Regions from separate parts of the Mus musculus genome. Here region 1 is linked to region 2. A link is a contact called in public Hi-C data. All regions are on one chromosome and are shown on one strand. The core of a region is the stretch at or near the end of the contact, and the rest is flanking DNA. Distances in the headings are between cores, read along the strand shown.

Evidence for each region. Hi-C and Micro-C count contacts between places; a contact is called where the count stands out from the background.
Region 1: a contact with region 2 is called in a Hi-C map of cerebral cortex, with 2.7 times the contacts expected there. The contact joins two enhancer-like sites. A contact is called at or near these places in 2 of 15 datasets of contacts at CTCF or cohesin (the NIH/3T3 cell line and large pre-B cells), 7 of 484 Hi-C or Micro-C datasets (the HL-1 cell line, cerebral cortex, nephron progenitors and 2 more), 4 of 115 datasets of contacts at active chromatin or transcription factors (embryonic fibroblasts, heart atrium, neural progenitor cells and 1 more) and 3 of 9 other capture datasets (adipose tissue, embryonic stem cells and liver).

What each region holds. Positions count from the first base shown.
Region 1 is chr9:35,521,117-35,525,738 of GRCm38.p6, reverse strand. No RefSeq gene overlaps it. Among named protein-coding and RNA genes, the nearest start is that of Gm1113, 5.2 kb to the right of the region's middle. Within about 2 kb of position 1,973, at least 104 of the 459 cell types and tissues checked have an H3K27ac peak or open chromatin away from gene starts, as enhancers often do. A contact at or near this core is called in adipose tissue, cerebral cortex, heart atrium and 2 more, where this site is marked.
Region 2 is chr9:35,359,107-35,363,166 of GRCm38.p6, reverse strand. No RefSeq gene overlaps it. Among named protein-coding and RNA genes, the nearest start is that of Gm33974, 43 kb to the right of the region's middle. Within about 2 kb of position 2,581, at least 130 of the 459 cell types and tissues checked have an H3K27ac peak or open chromatin away from gene starts, as enhancers often do. A contact at or near this core is called in adipose tissue, cerebral cortex, heart atrium and 2 more, where this site is marked.

The sequences.
Region 1 (4,622 bases), core at 724-3,223, 160 kb before region 2:
TAGTCTTGCTGTCTCTGACTGTGCCTTGTCTCTCCTGTAAGCCTGTGTGTCAGCACTCCTGGGAGACCAACTCTCTCTGGGTGGAATTTGGGTATAGAGAGCTGTGGCACAGGGTCAGCTCCAGGTGTAGATGGAAACTGGAAGGATTCTGTCCCAGGCTGCTCCTCAGTTCCTGTGTCCTGAGGGCTCCAGACAGGTCCCTCAGAGAAGAAGTGGTGGTCTCACCTGTGCTCTCAGGTATGTCAGCATTCCTGGGAAATCAGCTCTCTCCTGGTAGGATTTGGGTATGGAGAGCTTGGCACAGGGTCAGTTCCGGGACTCTTCATCTTTTGCCCTTTTAAATGCCAGGTAATGTTTTTTTTTTCTTATGGATGGGTAAGGACTACATTTTGTATTATAGATGTGAACCCTTTATTCATGATATATATTAAAATATCTTCTATGCTCTATTTATATCTGCTATCTTCCCTTTGTTCTATAGAGTCCAGATTTTCTATTTTGTTAAAATCTCAGAATCTAGATTGTATAGTAGATTGTATAGTCTCCTAGCATTGTTTTCTCACAAAATGTTTTAAATATTACATTTAAATCTTGCATCTCTTTAAAATAGGAGGTAGAAAGCTCAACTACTTTTTAAACGCAGACATAGTTAGTAATATTGTAGTTTTATTATAGTTAGTATAGTTTAGTCCTCTAATCTTCACATGCCATGGTGCAGGCTCATGCACACACACACAAACACACACACACACACACACACACACACACACACACACACACGATATATTTGGGTGTGGCTCAGCTGTTAAGTAAGGGCGCTTCTTGCTCTTCCATAGGAGCCAGGTTCAGTTCCTAGCACCTATAATAGGCAGTTCACAATTCTCTATATCTCCAGTTCTAGGGGAAGCTGACACTTCTAACCTTTGAGGGTGCCTGCATTCATGTGTGGCACATGTACATACATGCATGCACCATGAGCACACACATACACACTAACACAATTTAAAATGAAAAAAAAATCTTTGAATAAGTAAATGTAAAACCAGTTTGAATTCTTCCCAGCTGTCAGAACCTGAGACTTTCAATAATCATTCCAAAGAAGTCAGATTCAGGCCATAGAGGTGGGACCTGGGGGTGGGGGCCCATACTCTCCATACCTCCTCATGTGATTCTTCGGGAACCAAAACCTGATGAAAAGTATTGCTTTTTCTATAAGCAACAAGGTTGGGAGTTCCAACTTTCTGGCCCTTGGCAAATAGTAGGCTCTTGTTTCCCAGCCCCGAGCTTATAGTCTCTACATTCAGCTTTGTAACACTTTATAACCCTTTTAACAGGCTTCAACCCTGTAGACCTATTTCTGCTTTACCAGCTACTCCTTTTTTGGCTTCAGCCACTAGAGGGCGTGTGCAGGCTGGAGTGGATGGCTAGACAAGCATTGGTGCTCCCAGCGAGTAGCACCCAAATGGTGCCTCCTTCCTCCCAGCAGTGGTTGGCCGTCCTACATCAGGTGCCTTCCACATTTGTAACATCATCGTGGACCCCACTATCCACATCCACCCCTATACTCCCGCCCAAGAGACTCCAGGTCTGGGTACACAAGCCCTTCCTTCTCACTCCAGGACCCCACCACCAACTGAGTATGTCCCCTCTTCAGAGGCCCCTTTCTTGAGAACTTCCCGGCTTTCTCCAGCCCCGAGAGCAGAAGGTGACCTTGCAGGTGTAGCCTCCCCATATTTTAGCCTTCTCTGGTTACCCTCCCCTTACCTAATTAACCTTGGGCTTTGTCATCAATTCTTTATGCTAAATGTTCTTTTTCAGCTAGTGCCTGGTTTCTGTCTCCCGACAGGATCCAATTGGCACAAATAATGAGGAACTGAGGTTTTTCTGGAGCTGGAGGCTGCTTCTCTTGGCTGCCCTGCACACAGCTCGCCTCCCGCCTCCATTCCCAGAATTATTTGGCTGCTAGTTGCCAAGGAGACGGCTGACAATTCCCAGTTGCCAAGTCTCCCCCCTGAAGCCTATGGAGAAATTCAGGGAACTCCCTACTCCTTCCTGAGCCTTTGCCAGAAAACTTGGAACACCGGGCCAGGTTGGGGTGGAGGGCTTTGAAAGGAGGAGAGGGAAGCCAGCCAGTGCTGAAAGATGAAGAGAGAAGCTGGAGGTTTCTGTGGACTCTGGATTTCTCCACAGATCCCAGGTGCCTGGCCTACAGTCAAAGGTTGAGGGCTTGTCTTGATAGATGCCCCCTCTGGTTTGCACACAGAGATACTGTTTGGATTTAATTCAGGTGTAACCTGTGTGTTCTAGACAGGCCTTTTAACAGAAAATAACTGTCCCCATACTGTCACCTCAGGCCTAAGAGAAGTCCCTTCTTGCTTTTATCTAGGAAAAATCCAGGGAATAACTTGGCAGCTGAAGGCTGGCAAAGGAAACTTAGACATTTTGTTGGCACCAAGCAGCACCTAACAGCCAGTGAGACCTAATGTCACAGCTCATGATCTGTTTGATAGTAACAAGAGCAATGCCAATCACAACAACAGTGACTCTTACTCTACAAACTCAAGTGTGCAGAAATACACATTTCATTAGTTCATTAAAATCAGAGTTGTTCCCAGGGGCTTCCTCTCCCTTCCAATGTCCACCAGAATCTAGGAGGTTTGTTTCTTCAAAAGTTACATGTTGCTGGGGCAACGTTAATTAGGGAGTGGACTTCTAAAAAGCAGAAGTCCTTCCCTGGGAGTGGGATTGGTGTCCTTGGTGAAAAGAGCTTATTCCTTTTGGCCCATCTGTCACATTAGGACATGGTGCTTGTCCCCTCCAGAACAGAAGCATCAAGGCACAGTCTTAGAAACAGAGAGCAGACCTAGCCAGTCATCCTGGCCTTCCAATGCCTTGATCTTTTATTTGTTTGGTTTTTTTATTTTCTTTGTTTGTTTTGGTGTTTGGTTTTCCAGGAAAGGATTTCTCTGTGTAGCCCTGGGTGTCCTTGGAACTCACTCTGTAGACCAGGGTGACTTCAGACTCAGAGATCTGCCTGTCTCTCCCTCCAAGTACTGTGATTAAAGTGTGAGCTACCACCACCCAGCCAGCACCTTAGTCTTAAACATTCCAGCCCCAGACTACTTCTTCTAAATCACCATTTTTGCTCTTCTGTGCCAGTAAACTAAGAAATTTGGGAGGCACAACAAAAGTGGGGGGGGGTCTCTAATTCTATCCCACCTCCCCAATCTCCATCCAGGCTGCTGACATTTTCCTCCCTGCCTAGGGTGAGACCTATGCATCAAGGGTAGCATTCACTTCTCAGCCCCTGGGCTACACCTGCCTTAGGGTTATCCGATCCTGGTGCCTCCTGACTTCTGAGGAAGAAAATCTCATCTCTGCTCTAACCACCCCGACAGGCCTTGCTCCTTACTCTCCCCCATCACACCTCACACAGCTATTCCACAAATTCAGACTTTCAATGTAGTAATGTAGAACTGTGGCAGTGTAGAACTGGACAGAAGGCTGAAGTATAATTGACTTTATATTAGGTATATAAAATACATTATTATATTTGATCAATGAATACTTTAATATTTGTTTTCAAATAGGAGCACAATACATATTCATGAAGTATTACATCACATAATGAAAATAACAGTAATTTTCTGAATCTAATAAGTGATTACACAGGAAAAATGAATAAAGTGTGTGTGTGTGTGTGTGTGTGTGTGTATGTGTGTGTGTGTGTTTTACTGAGAACAGAACCTAAAACCTTGCATAATCTAAACATACTCTGCACTGAGTTACCCACCAGCCTTGTAATCACCTTTTTAACCTTACCTCTTTTTAACTTACATGTGTAAAAATACATATTTCTTTATTTTTAATGTAAGTTAAAAACAGAAAGGAAAAACTTTACATAAATCGGCCCAGGAAATGCCTGCTGTGAAGAGGCCCCTGGAATGGCGAAGCAGGTTATTAATTTCCAGACACTTCTGGCACCAGAAACAAGACCTTCTTTCCCACAGCCCCAGCAGGTGTGCTAGCTCCTGTCACACCCTCAATAACTCTGTTCTTTCCTCTTGTGACCTGCTCATCTCTCCTTCCCCGCCACTCCATCTAGGGCCTCCTTCATTTCCTCTCCAGTCTCCGAGGCACAGTTTACAAAGTGTCTGATCAGTGACCCTAGCTGGTCCTCTGTCCCTCTTTCTCCTTCTCTCCGTTTTGAGCACAGCAAGGGTATGCTGACTGTGCAGCCTCTGACCCATGTCTTCTCCGGCTCTTCAGCTCGTCTCCTGCTGGTGTCCCCAGGGGCCCAAGTTAGCCTCCAAAAGGTGCACATGGAAAAGCTATCAACTTCCAGAAGCATCTACTTCCTGCTCCAGCCATCCCTGTCCTCCACACTCTGCCTCTAAAGCCCTGATACTGCAGAGTCCCGTTCCAAAATGCTTACGACAGGCAAGAGAGCTGGGTTAAAGCACACAGCACAAAAGGCTGAGTCTGCAGTTGTCTCTAAGAGGTGGGGAGGTGAGGATAAGACAAGAGGCCAAAGGGCGAGAGTTAACCTGGCTCTGAGTTTCACAACAGCCAGTGTGGTGTAGCTATTGCCTGTGGCAGGGCAGAGGTAGGAGTGGGAGGCA
Region 2 (4,060 bases), core at 1,332-3,831:
CTGAGTCTGTGCAGGATGTGGAGGTATATATTCTGTTTCTTCCTCTCTGCATCACTGAGTCTAGATTTGGGCACCTGGATGCTTTGTTCTGCGGCACAGAGCCAGGAAGGATCTGGATTCTTGATTGATGTCACACAGCCAGTCTGAGGAGAAGGGAACAGCGTCATGGGAAACTTCCCCTGGGGTCTTCATGGTCTACAGCAAAAGCCAGAGCTACAGCAAGGCCACGGAGGAGAGCCAGTACCCCCTGTCCCCAGATGCATAGCAACGATATGAGTGTCCAGCGGGAGGAAGTGCAAAATGGAGAGAAGAACTAGGCAGGTGAGAAAAAGTAAAAACGGAGAAACTTAGGCCTAGCATGTATCCGGAGGGGTGACTCCTTATACCTGAAAATCAGAAAGCATTTCAGGGGAGAGTGATTCTCAAAAGGGTGCCCTACCAGCTCCTGGCCCCCACAAGGTCCCCATTAAGAGCCCAGTTAGAAGCCTGTTCCATCAAGCCCTTCCTGCCTGCTAGACTACTCAGAGTGCTCACATTCCTCTTGGCAGATTCCACAGAGAGAATATAAGAGTTCAAGTTAGAGGTCCTGACGCCTGGCTCCCTGATCTGGCCCTGTGGCCTCCTGAATCCTCAGTTCTGGCCTCTGATGGGTGGAGCTAACAATTACACGTCTGGCAAGGCTCTCCAAAGGAGTGAATGCCACGGTGCACGTGGGAGCACTTGGCACATCAAGAAGCTGTGTGTCCAACTTGTTGACTGTTGTTGTGACTCAGGCAGAGAGGAGTGGACAGGCCAAGGGAGCAAGGAGATGTCGCAGGCAAAGGTTCATGTGAGGAGACTGGACTCACTAATGCTATTACACCCAAATTTTCCGCTCTAAACAACACGCTTCAGCTGTGAGTTCCCATGGCGGAAAGTTTCTGTGAAATGATCCGTGATAAAAATGGGTTTGGGAATGATCCACCTGGATGTGGAGGACCTTGCCTGGCTTGGAGCATTCCCCTACAGAAGATCAGAACTGTGTCATGACCTGAGGAGACATGGTACGGCAGTTGTATCCGTGGAATTTCACTGCCAACCCTCTCTGGGTAATAAACGACCACCTTAACTCTTGCACAGACCCGTGCATCGAAGAGACCCTTAAATAACCCTTGAGGCCCTAATAACGTTCATGGCACCAGGAATATAGAGCTGCTGCTGACCCAGAGCTGATTTTGCTTTTTTTTTGGCTGTTGGGAAGGGCGAAATCCACCCCACTCATCAAACTTCAAAGCCATTCGTTGGTACCATGCTGTGATGGATGATGGTGAAGGCAACGCAGGCAGGAATAAGAAGGGCAGATAAAAGAAAAAAGAAAGAAAGAAACGGCTCAATCCTTGATGCTTCTCACACTGGTAACAGCCAAGCACGGGGAGGGATTGGCTTGGGGTCAGGAATCATATTTACCAGCCCTGGAACTAGAGTAAGACCCCTAGAGAAGTAGGATCTGGCAGCCCCTGGCAAGTGACATGCCAGGGAGGCATGCAGAGGAGAACACAGGCCAAGGCTGGGCCTGAGCCCCTCAGTATCCCTGGCTCCAATGAGGACAGCGGGAGGTCTGCTGGGCGAGTGGAACACCTCCTCCCTAGCTGGCTGCCTTCTCTAGATCTGCTTTTACTCTCCTCTCCAGTTTTTCCACAGATTCTCTTTGGCCTTAGGGTGATTTTTCCAGCATTCCATCTACTTCTGTATGGCACCAAAAGATGCAGCCTCAGTGGTGGAAGGCTGGCTGTGTAGATGTGTATGCACACATGTGTCCCTCATGGGCAGATAGATGATGGCATTGGGGGGTGGGGGAGAAGAAGGAGTTGGTAGCCTTGAGTTCAGCAACCCCAGTTCTTTCCCCAAGCCTGAGAAGTCACCAGCCTATAGGGGTCAAAATGCTGGTCGTCTCTCCCTGGCTTCATAATCCTCTAGTTCTGAGAGAAACAAGAAAAGACAACAACTAACATAAGAGTCTTAACCTGAGAAGAGGAACTCAGTCTCCCTTCGCTACCTCTGTGTGCCCAGCTGTGACCCTAATCCATGCTCCCTGAACAGTAAAGGTAGAAAGCCTGCCTGGAAGACTTTGGGGTATGTTCCATGGCTCTAGGGTTGGGGCACAGTGCTGGCAGCCCTGTTTTTTTTTTTTTTCTCTGTGTGCCAAGGAGCTTTCTCCTGGGGGATTAACAGAGCCCTCCTGCCACCCCATCTGGCTGGTACTGGAGCCAGAACACCACCCTTGGCTGCCAGCCAGCCTGTGTCTGGGAGCCAGAGCTCCCTTAGAGACTTGCAGGCGGTTTGCTGGGGCCTTAGGGAAGGGGGGTGGGAGATAGAGACCTTTGGGGAGTCCCTGGGCCACCCAACCGAGAAGGACTGACTTTGAAACTCAGCTTGTCCCAGCCCTGGGCCTGTGGCTGGAATTAAACAGAGTTGGGAGAGTCTCACCTGGAGACAGGGAATACAGCTGATCTATAACCTGGGAGAGACATTACAGAAACAGCGGCTTCAGGCTTACAAAAACAAAACCAGATCACCAATTAGAAAGGCTGAGTCTGAGCCAAGGGGCGGAAGTGCTTTGGGGCCTGGACTGGCAGGGGACTGGGATGACAGCTGGATCTGTGCTGACAGGTCCCATTGGGGTGCAAAGGAGCTGATATCTCCCTCTAGTCATTCTTTTTCCCCCTTCTTCCCTCCAGTACTGAAAGTTAAACCTAGGATCTTAGGCACTGCAGGCAAAGCTCTCCCACTGAGCCTCATCCCACTCTCTCTGAGTTGTCTTGAAACTGTGTAGCCAAGGAAACATTAAAGCAACCTCTGTCTGTAGTTAGGGAACGGGAGGTGGAGGTCCAGTGAGGCTGAGTAACTTGTTGACTGGAAGGCACCGAGTGAGTGAGTGAGTGAGTGAGTGGAAACCAAAGAAACTAAGTAGCCAGACAGTCCTCCAGGAGGGAAGAGAGCAGCCACCTGCAGAGACTAAGCAATTCCACCCACCATGGGTGAGGAATCTCTGAAACAGAGAGGGTAGAAAGGGAATCAGAGACTCCACCCTAACGGGGGCTCTATAGATCCTCAGGACCAAACACTGAGAGTGGCCCCCCAGCAACTTTCATGCATGTGGCTTCCAAGACAGCCACAGCCTATACTTGCCTCTCCCTAAGTCCTTCTCTGCACTCCTCTAAGTAAACAAACGGCACTCAGGCTGTGTTCTGTTGGCAAACACCTCCAACTTAGCAACCTCTCCTAGAATAAATAAACAGTGCCCCTGAGCGCTTACTCACACACACTAAAACACCCTTGCTCATGTTCTTAGCTGGATGCGGAGCCTGCTCCCTGCCCTCCACACAGTCCCTAATCCTCCCAGCCACCATCTCAAACAGGCTCCACTTCAAGCTATATGAAAGAAGGCTGTCCCCTTCTTCCAGGGAGGTGTGACAACCCCGCACCTCGGGTGCCGAGTCAGGCCCCAGACCCAGGCTTGTTCTAGCAGCCCATGGACCTGCAGAATGACACTCTCTTCAAAGAACCATTCATTCTGAAGGGACAACCAAAATGAGATGCTAGACATTTGAACCGTTACATAAATAGGTGAGTTTGAGATGATATGTAATTGGTTCAAACAGTAGAGACCCTGGGAGAAATGTGGCTTTCCCAAAACCTAAAGGACATACTTTACAGAGAATTAAAAACCTTCCCACTTTACAATAGGCTTCTCCGACAATGGTCTTTGGACCATTTTTTCTAGCTGTGTCTCTGTGGTTGGGATCAGTGAAAGGGGAGATGATTCATCAAGGTGGACAATACATTTTTCTTTAAATAACATGTTGTTTTTTTCAAGGCCGGAGAGATGGCTCAGTAACTGAGGGCACTTATTGCTCTTGCAGAGGACCCAGGTTTGATTGCCCGAACTCATATCAGGCCGCTCACAACCTCCCATAAGTGTAGTTCCCAGGGAACTGACACACTCTGGCACCTGCACACGTGTGCTGTATATAACTCACACAAACACACAGATATCCACACAAATAGAAACAAAATAGGA